Linked DNA regions of Arabidopsis thaliana: region 1 is linked to region 2. The links are chromatin contacts, called in public capture Hi-C maps. All regions are on one chromosome and are shown on one strand. Each heading gives the region's core, a stretch centred on a gene start, on an enhancer-like site or on the middle of the called end of the contact. The rest is flanking DNA. Distances are from core to core; before and after follow the strand shown. Region 1 holds the start of CRK33 (cysteine-rich RLK (RECEPTOR-like protein kinase) 33). Region 2 holds the start of AT4G11170 (Disease resistance protein (TIR-NBS-LRR class) family).

What was found. Capture Hi-C pulls out chosen DNA fragments and counts their contacts.
Region 1: a capture Hi-C map of seedling shows a contact between it and region 2, with 2.6 times the contacts expected there. The contact joins the promoter of CRK33 here to the promoter of AT4G11170 in region 2. A contact is called at or near these places in 2 of 3 other capture datasets (seedling and shoot).

The regions. Positions count from the first base shown.
Region 1 is chr4:6,977,441-6,982,701 of TAIR10.1, forward strand. CRK33 (cysteine-rich RLK (RECEPTOR-like protein kinase) 33) reads left to right here and starts at 1,408. Exons shown (of 7, transcript NM_117220.1): 1 at 1,408-2,179; 2 at 2,336-2,461; 3 at 2,746-2,858; 4 at 2,928-3,138; 5 at 3,229-3,466; 6 at 3,566-3,719; 7 at 3,812-4,108. The coding sequence starts at 1,408. The coding sequence ends at 4,108. It also overlaps the pseudogene AT4G11500.
Region 2 is chr4:6,808,328-6,813,034 of TAIR10.1, forward strand. It overlaps AT4G11170 (Disease resistance protein (TIR-NBS-LRR class) family), which reads left to right and starts at 2,776. Exons shown (of 4, transcript NM_117187.2): 1 at 2,776-3,263. The coding sequence starts at 2,800.

The sequences.
Region 1 (5,261 bases), core at 158-2,657, 170 kb after region 2:
GATTCTACCGTTGTTCCGCCTAATTCTGATTTGTTAAACGACGAGAAATTTCTTATGGAAGTTAGGGTTTCCTGGCCGTTGATTGGTTCGTTCCCTGTTACCTTGTTCCATTCCAATCAGTTCTCGTAGAGCTTCTAATGTCACGGCTCGTGATGGCTTCTTCAATTCTTCGAGTGGGAGGATGCGTAATCCATGTGCCAATAGCAGAGTCGTGCTCAGATTGTACCAGGGGCGGATCTAGGTGTATGGGATGTGGGGCACGTGCCCTACATTAAATTATAAGTATTAGCTTGTAAACTTATGCAGTTTAAATGATTCAGCACAACTGGTTAAGTGTTTTCAATATTCGTCCATCCTTACCCAGGTTCGAGACTAGTTGAAGTAACTTTTTTCTTTTTTTGACTTTGCTCATTTTTTCCCCCAATTTTATCAATTTAATCACTTATTTCTTCCTTTGATTTATGAACATCCACTTTTAACTTTCTTTTAAAATTTCTTTATTAATTGATTAGATAGTATATGTGTATTGATATATTTCTAAAATGTTTGATATATCTATTCATTTACTTTTATGTGAAAATGAATAACAAAGTTATATGAACACAATTTCATAGTTTTTTTTTGGGTACCTATATAAATTGTGAGAAACAAATTACAGAATTTATTGAACTACATATTTTATCACAAACTTATAGTTTAATAACGAATAGTATATATAATAATTTTGATAAAAAATAATATATAATAAGTAAATTAATAGTGCCCCAGATTAAATATTTTTCTAGATCCGCCACTGGATTGTACCATGGAAGCGTCTGATGGAGTTGTCTTAATTAGACATATGCCAATGGAAATGTAATGCTGTCCGACAATCGTCTTGATGCTTCAAGTAGCCTGTATTTTTTTTTCCGTGGGGGTTCGAAACTTGGATTCAGTCAGGTCATTCTTTAATCTTTACTTTAAACCCATTGTCAACAATGCCTCTAGTAAAACAATGGTTTTGTATTACTGTTTGTGCTGAGAAAGTAATAAGATAAGCTATTGAAATTGTCAAAATATTACTAATTTGGGTCTTTGGATTGCTCAATTTGTTGGTTATTTAACTCATATCACTCTGCTTCGTTGTGTTACGTTGAGGAGATTCATTCAACAAGCATAGTGGGCGTGTAGTCTGGGTGCATCTCACATCATTAACATTTTTGAAACTTCAACATTCTTTTAATAAACATATAACACATCAGCTCATTGCTTTGATTGGTTCTCTGATTTTGTCTATGCTCTGACTTAGCTTTTATAATGCCTTGGATATTTTAAGTTTGACAACTTGCTGAGAGAACTCAATTGCTATTTAACTGATATGAAGTGTACGGATATGTACATACTAACCCCAAACACATTTGTAAAATCATGAGAAAGACCAAGAAGATTTCCTTTTTGATCTTCTGGGTTGTTCTCATAAGCATAATTGGTGCTATTTCTTCGCAACAATGCAACGAAACTGGGTATTTTGAACCTTGGAAAACTTACGACACCAACCGTAGGCAGATCCTTACATCTCTTGCTTCCAAAGTGGTGGATCACTACGGCTTCTACAATTCTTCCATCGGCAAAGTTCCTGACGAAGTGCACGTAATGGGGATGTGCATCGACGGGACCGAACCTACGGTTTGCTCCGATTGTCTCAAGGTCGCGGCCGACCAATTACAAGAGAATTGTCCTAACCAAACTGAAGCGTATACATGGACACCTCATAAGACGCTCTGTTTTGCTCGTTACTCTAACAGTTCATTCTTCAAGAGGGTTGGATTGCACCCACTTTACATGGAGCATAGTAATGTGGATATCAAATCAAATTTGACATATTTAAATACGATATGGGAGGCTCTAACGGATCGTTTGATGTCTGACGCATCCTCGGATTATAATGCATCATTATCTAGTCGTAGATATTATGCAGCTAATGTAACAAATCTGACAAATTTCCAGAATATATATGCATTAATGCTATGCACTCCTGATCTAGAAAAAGGTGCTTGTCACAACTGTCTGGAAAAAGCTGTTTCTGAATATGGCAACCTTAGGATGCAAAGAGGAATTGTTGCATGGCCAAGCTGCTGTTTTCGGTGGGATCTGTATCCCTTCATCGGAGCTTTTAATTTGACACTTTCACCCCCGCCAGGTAATTCCTCAACTAAAAGAAAAAATATGATTCTAAGAACGTATCATTCTGCTAAGTTGCTGACCAATAGTTTGAGAAAGGTTTGAAACAGATTCAATCACTGGATGATGCATTTTCTCTATTGTAAACTATCCTCTGTGATTCTACTATGCCCAGGTAGCAAAAGGAATATCTCAGTTGGATTCTTTGTGGCCATTGTTGTTGCCACCGGAGTTGTCATCTCTGTGCTATCTACTTTAGTAGTAGTACTTGTTTGCAGAAAGAGAAAAACTGATCCTCCAGGTGAGTTGATTCGTATTTTACTCACTGATTTCTTTTTCTTTAAGAACAATAAGGCATGCATGCTTAATCAGGAACACTGCATGATGCCGGGACAAGGGAATTTTAACTAGGAATAGTTTATTCAGTTCAATGGTCAACTATCTAAAACTTCTTATTAGCTAACCAATGTTTATTAGAAAAATGAAAAACTTTGGTGAATATGAAAACATATCATCATGGTTTAGATTTGTTATGTGTACGTACTTCCATGTTGCAAGGAATAATATGACATTTCTGTGTAGCAGAGGAATCACCTAAATATTCACTGCAGTATGATCTTAAGACAATTGAAGCTGCAACATGTACCTTTTCAAAGTGCAACATGCTTGGTCAAGGTGGATTTGGAGAAGTTTTCAAGGTAAATCTTCTCAACTTCCATTAATGAATATAGGTGGTGTGATGATCTTATTCTCTTTATTATTTGTAGGGTGTGCTTCAAGACGGATCAGAAATTGCAGTGAAGAGGCTGTCAAAAGAATCAGCTCAAGGTGTACAAGAGTTCCAGAATGAGACTAGTCTCGTGGCAAAGCTTCAGCACAGAAATTTGGTTGGAGTTCTCGGGTTTTGTATGGAAGGAGAAGAAAAGATACTCGTATACGAATTTGTTCCCAACAAAAGCCTCGACCAGTTCTTGTTTGGTATTTTGCATATAACACTCAGCTCATAGTTTTTGAAGTTCTAATGATGAAGTTGCAGTTCTTGAAACTTATTTTAATTGACTTACACAGAACCTACAAAGAAAGGCCAACTGGATTGGGCGAAACGGTACAAGATTATTGTTGGAACTGCTAGAGGAATTCTATATCTTCATCATGACTCACCCCTCAAAATCATACACCGTGACCTCAAAGCTAGTAACATCCTCTTAGATGCTGAAATGGAACCCAAAGTCGCAGATTTTGGAATGGCAAGAATTTTTAGGGTGGATCAATCTCGAGCGGATACAAGAAGGGTAGTTGGAACCCAGTAAGTACCCTTTCTTCTTTTTTGCCTTTCAATCTCTGAAGTTTTGATGACCTTTTTGTCACTGGTAAACTCAAGAATTATTTTTTGTTTTCTTTCTAGTGGCTACATATCTCCAGAGTATTTGATGCATGGCCAGTTCTCGGTGAAATCTGATGTCTATAGTTTTGGAGTCTTGGTTCTTGAGATTATAAGTGGAAAAAGAAACAGCAACTTCCATGAAACTGATGAATCCGGAAAGAATTTGGTCACATATGTGAGCATTAAAAACTAAACTTTGGAAAGACTCTACTTTTTTAACCATGCAATGTAACGTAAGGTTTTGACTACTAGTGATCATTGTGGTAGGCTTGGAGGCATTGGAGAAACGGATCACCATTAGAGCTTGTGGATTCAGAACTCGAAAAGAATTATCAGAGTAATGAAGTCTTCAGATGCATCCATATCGCGCTATTATGTGTTCAAAATGATCCAGAACAACGTCCGAATTTATCTACTATCATCATGATGCTCACAAGTAACTCCATCACTTTACCGGTGCCTCAGTCACCGGTATATGAGGGAATGGACATGTTTCTACCTTCTATCAAATCTCTTCCTGGTTCTGTCAACGATTCATTGATTGATGACTTAGTTCCTCGCTGAAGATGACAGTTACTTCATATCCGAGGTGTTTCTATAATTTCTCTTAGCACTTTTTACTTTTGTTGTGTTGAGTCATACAGTGTTACTAAAATACATTGAAACTCTCTCTTACAGGGTTTCCTCTGTTCAAGCGAAGTTCGAAGATAAGCTGACTCAAGCAGGTTTTATATAACTCAAAGATTGGTGTTTTTGAAAGTTCTAACCGGAAATCAAATTGGTTTGTATGATTTTAACCGATTTCTGTTTACGGTTTTATAATGATGTCTCCTTGGCTATCTTTTGTTGGGGTTTGAATTTGTTTCTTTTGTATTGGTTGGAGGATTGAAAACTAATGTACATGTAAATTTTGGCTAGTCAAGTTTGGCTGCTGACTCCATTTGTCTCCAAATTTGGTCTGCTGACTTCTATAAGGTCTCTCAATTGGCTAACTTAATGCACGTTTTCCTTTTCTTTTTTTTTTTTTGTTTGGATCTCTGCAAATCTAATGTAAAATGGAGCGACATAACATGGGAGTTTTCTGACCAATTCACACTCTACTTGCTTCTTTTTTTGGCAGCACACTCTACTTGTTTAGTTATTATATTGAGTATTATGAATCCATATTATTGGTGGGGAATGGACATTGTGGTTTTGATTATTACTTCTAACTCTTTTTTTTGTCAAAATCAACGGTCCTATCTGTCATGGAAAATCTTCGGAGGATAAACCTTCTAACTTTGAACATTTAACACAGTCTTTGGTTCTGATCTTGAGAGAAGAAACTCAAGAGTTCATTTGTTCTAATCTTTTGTTCTTTCCTTGTAAGGTTAGATGTTGTTTCTGCACAAGTCTGCTTCAATAGCTACTTTAAACCCAATGCTACTTACGACTTAAACCGTCGCCTAATCTTTTCTTCTCTTGCTACTAATGTCACAACTCACAAGGGATTCTATAACTCCTCGATTGGTCAAGACCCCAATAGAGGCTTCATCAATAGTATGTGCATCCCTGGGACTAAACAAGAGACTTGTTCAGATTGTATCAAAGGCGCATCAGACGGCTTATTAAGGAGATATCTTAACCAAACAGAAGCTTAGACATGGCCAGATTGTTGTATGGTACGTTATTCCAACATTTCTTTCTCTGGATTTTGTTTGGAAGGACAAGAAAAAAT
Region 2 (4,707 bases), core at 1,526-4,025:
AGTAAATTAACAACTAGTACAACTAAATAAATATCTTGGATTTTGTTCTTTTAAAAAATTAAATTTAAAATCAATAAATTTGTAACTACCCAATATTTTCAGAAATCATTTAAAAACGTTTCCATAACATATCAGACTATTTTAATTCGAATTGTATATATGTAAATTTATTTATTTTGGTAATATGTTATTAGATAATTCAAAAATTTCAATCTAATTTAATAACAAATAATCATTTAGTTTAGATTTTAAACAATTTCCTTAACAAAACTATGTTAATTGTTTCTCATTAGTACACTTAAAAAGAAGATTTTAAATTATGATTTAGCATATTCAAAAGATAATTTTTGGATTTTAGATTTGTAAATATCTAGAAGATATTATGAGTATAGATTAAAATATTTAACATTTTAATTAGAATTTAAATCATATAAACTTTTCAAGTATTTTTTTAAACATGTAATTTTCATTATTTTTAAACAAGTAATTTTCATTATTTTTAATGCTATGCATATATTCACATTGCCTCACAATCAATCTAGAATATCGATTCTTTAAAACAATAGATAGAGATTCATAAGTAAATTACTTCATGTTCTAATGAGTTTATCTCCTAATATTACTATCTATTTATGCGTATTCTTATGGATTTTTCTTTCAGGCTAAACACTAGATTACAAGAAACTAGATTATAGTTATACAATCTTAAACAATAAACAAAACAAATATAACTTAATTTAATTTTTTATTTTTAACTAAAATCAACAAATTTATTAGTTTATAAAAAACCAAAAACTATTACTCAACCATATAAAAACCAAATACTATTATACTTTAATTATAAGAACTACATCTTATGGAAAGGTATACACTAAAAATCGGTTTTATATACTAGAATATCATAAATATATAAATCACAAATTATTTTTAAATATATTAATCTAACATGTACCACATGTCAACCCCTCGATTTTTTTATATATTACAATAACAATATTTAAAAATAACAAAATAGTTTTTCATTTTACGGAATAAAGTTATATGGTGGAACTAGTTTGGGTTGATATTAATACGGGACAATAATCTACAAGTGAAATCTTAGAATTAATAATTATAACATAATTATACAATCTTAAACACTAAACAAAATAAACAATATTTACAAAACAACTATATCTTAAAATTTGAGTTTTTAGTTACAAACAAATCGACCAACGGTGTACCGCGGAGTAAATTTTACATTATATCATCTAATTGATCAAAAATTTCAAACAAAAATAATCAATTTATATATACATCAAACTAACAAAAATACACAAATTTTCCAAATATCTCTATATTATTCCGCAACTCGAAACAAATATAACAATCTATTTACTATGCTAAATACAAATAAAATATAAATAATATAAATTAATTAAAAAAATTAGCTATTTTATCATAAATAACACTATACACTTTCTATGCATATTATAATTTGTACACTATAATATCTTTCACTAAAAATGTATTCCAATACATTTCTTAAAATATGAAACCCCGCACGTATGTGCGGGTCAGAATCTAGTTTACTATAATTTTGAAAACAATACTAGATTAATATGTTTTTAAAACATTAATATAATCCTAAAACTAATCTCGTTTAATCTCCGATTTTAATCTCCGATTTTAATCCGATTTATCGATTAATAGCTAGTCCCATACCGAGCGCCCGATTAACGCCTAACGCGATTTTTTAACAATAATGATATATATATATATATAAATGTATATATGATTTATATATTCTAGTGAATTTTACTTGTAAACTAAATCTACAATTTAAAAGTTAATTAATAAAGTAGTTTAGAAGAAGAAGAAGAAATTGGGTTGTCTTCCCTAAAGATTTTTTCTACATATGTTCGTAGAGAACTATTTTTTCTAATGACAAAAAAATATTTATATTTAATATTTTTAATATAGGTTTCAAAATGTATCATTCATAAACTGCAATACTAAATTTAACTAAAATGAATGAATTTTTAATTTCATGCTCAAGTCTACCGAAAAAGATAAACAAACCACAAAAAATAAAAGAATATTATGGGGGTGATTGGGGAGGAGGACTTTGAAAACTGTAAATTCTATTAACAATTTTTACAGTTTTAATTTATCCGATCACACTTTTTTGCTTTTAATAATTTAAAAATTCTCACAACCTTTTTTCTCATTTTGTTCTTTGATTTCATGTTTTTGTTTAAATCGCATAAATCTGGCTTTAAAATGATAATAAACAAAAGTCAATAGTTTTTCCTTTTCGTTCTTCTCCATATTTATGAAAACTCCCATAGATGAATTATTCCTTTTTAATTTTTTTTTACGTTTATTTACAATTGAAGTCTTTTTCTTGTTTTATTAAGTTCCATATTTTCAATAATTATTTAAAATCATAATTTATGTTGTCACAACCTATAGTATATAGTTATAGTTTTTAAAATATTAAAAATTTTATAGCAAAAATTTATGCAGCAAAAGTCTTTACAGCCAAAAGTAACTTTCGAGATGCATGTTTTAATTTGTCTTATTTACTTGATGATATACAAAAGTCAGCCTAGGCGACCTTTAATGAGATGCATGTTTTGTTGTCTACAAGGGTCTAGTTGCAATATAATAATAAAAATGAAATTACCATGTCATTTCCTAGAAAATCTCATATTACAACTTTGACACGCAAAGGCATTCCATAGATTCTATAAATTGCTCTCCCAAAACACTCCAAACAAGTCAATATAACAAATTTTTATCTTCAATCCTCTCCCCATGGCATCTTCTTCTTCAAACTCTTGGAGATACGACGTCTTTCCTAGTTTCAGAGGGGAAGATGTCCGTAATAACTTTCTCAGCCACTTGCTCAAAGAATTTGAAAGCAAAGGAATAGTGACATTCAGAGATGACCATATCAAAAGAAGCCACACGATCGGTCATGAGCTTAGAGCAGCCATTAGAGAATCTAAGATCTCAGTAGTCTTGTTCTCAGAGAACTATGCTTCTTCAAGCTGGTGTTTGGACGAGCTGATTGAGATCATGAAGTGTAAGGAAGAACAAGGACTGAAAGTGATGCCGGTTTTCTACAAAGTGGATCCATCTGATATAAGAAAACAGACCGGAAAGTTTGGAATGAGTTTCTTGGAAACTTGTTGTGGTAAGACGGAGGAGCGACAACATAACTGGAGGCGGGCGTTGACTGATGCTGCCAATATTCTTGGAGATCATCCTCAAAATTGGTGAGTTTTTATATATTTTATTTTCGTTTGGTTAGATTCTGTATGATAAACCAAACCAAGATAGATTTGTGGTCTAATGGGCTCAATGAGTTTTTTTGTGCAAAAAAAAAGTAAAAGAAGAAAATATTTAGATTATCACCAAAAACACAATGGTTTTAGATTTGATTTTCTAATAAGGGAAAGAGGAGAGTAACTCAAAGTGGCAACTCGCTAGATTGCCTTACAAATTTATATGAATTTCTACTTGCTAAAACTTTAGTTATATGTGCTAATAGACACTATCTTAGTCTTCTTATGGATCTTCTAATAGATTACTCATGACTAATTACTGAAGGAAACCTTTATTTTTCATAAGAACAATTCCCTGATGCACTAAACCACCTACTGGACATGTTTGAATTGTTTTATGTTAAAATTGTCCCACATTAGAGATTGAGATGAAAAGTAGTACTGTATTATATGATAAGTTGGGCTAGGCGGCCGTGACGATTTTTGAATAAAACGATATATATTTATTTTTAAAAATTTGCTAATTTCCAGCTTTTTATAATGTTTTTTTTCAACATTTCATGTAGTAGTATATAAATATATCGTTTTATGCATGCCAAAAAAATATATATCGTTTCATTCTAAAACCTTTTAAACCGCCTAAAATTGTATAGTCCCCGACTACGTGTTTTAGGCGCTAGGCGGAGGGTCACCACCCACTTACCGTCTAGCGCTTTCTTGAACACTGATTATATGTAAATTAAACAAATTAATTAAAGGAATGAACACTCAAGAGTTTCACGAGTTGGAATGATGGTGTAATAGTCAGTAAATCTCACCAGAAATCATTTTGAACCGCATTTCATGAAGCTTACAAATATATTTATATATTGTATTTCAAAGTTTCATTTATAAATGTGCCTTAGGATTTGTAATTTTGTAACTTGTTATTCACATGATGATTGCAAATGGTAACTCTAGAGGTTTTAAGATTTTCCTTTCAAAATATATATTCCTTTTTTTGTTTTTTTTTTGTTTTTATGGTCTTAAAAGTTAATCTAGGTTTTTACTGGAATTGACAACGGCTATGATTTTACGTTTCTTTCGAGTTATAAATGTTTTTTGGGTGTTCAAGTCCTAGAGCATATGCATTGGTGAGTCTTTCACCAAAATCTCTTATGAAAGTCTCTAAAAAAAAGTTGAGAGAGTGAGAGACTACTAGAAACTCTCTCAACTTTCTTTAGAAACTCTTACAATTAAGGGTTTAATGCAAAACAAAATCTTTAAAGTTGTTAGTATTTGCAATATTATCCTCTATTTTCAAATTAAAATGTAGAATAATAAAATAAAAAATAATACGCAATATGGTCCTACATATTTTGGAGATAAATGGTATAGTTGCAAAAATTAGTAGCTTTGAGAATATTTTTTATCAAAAATAAACTATAATATTTAT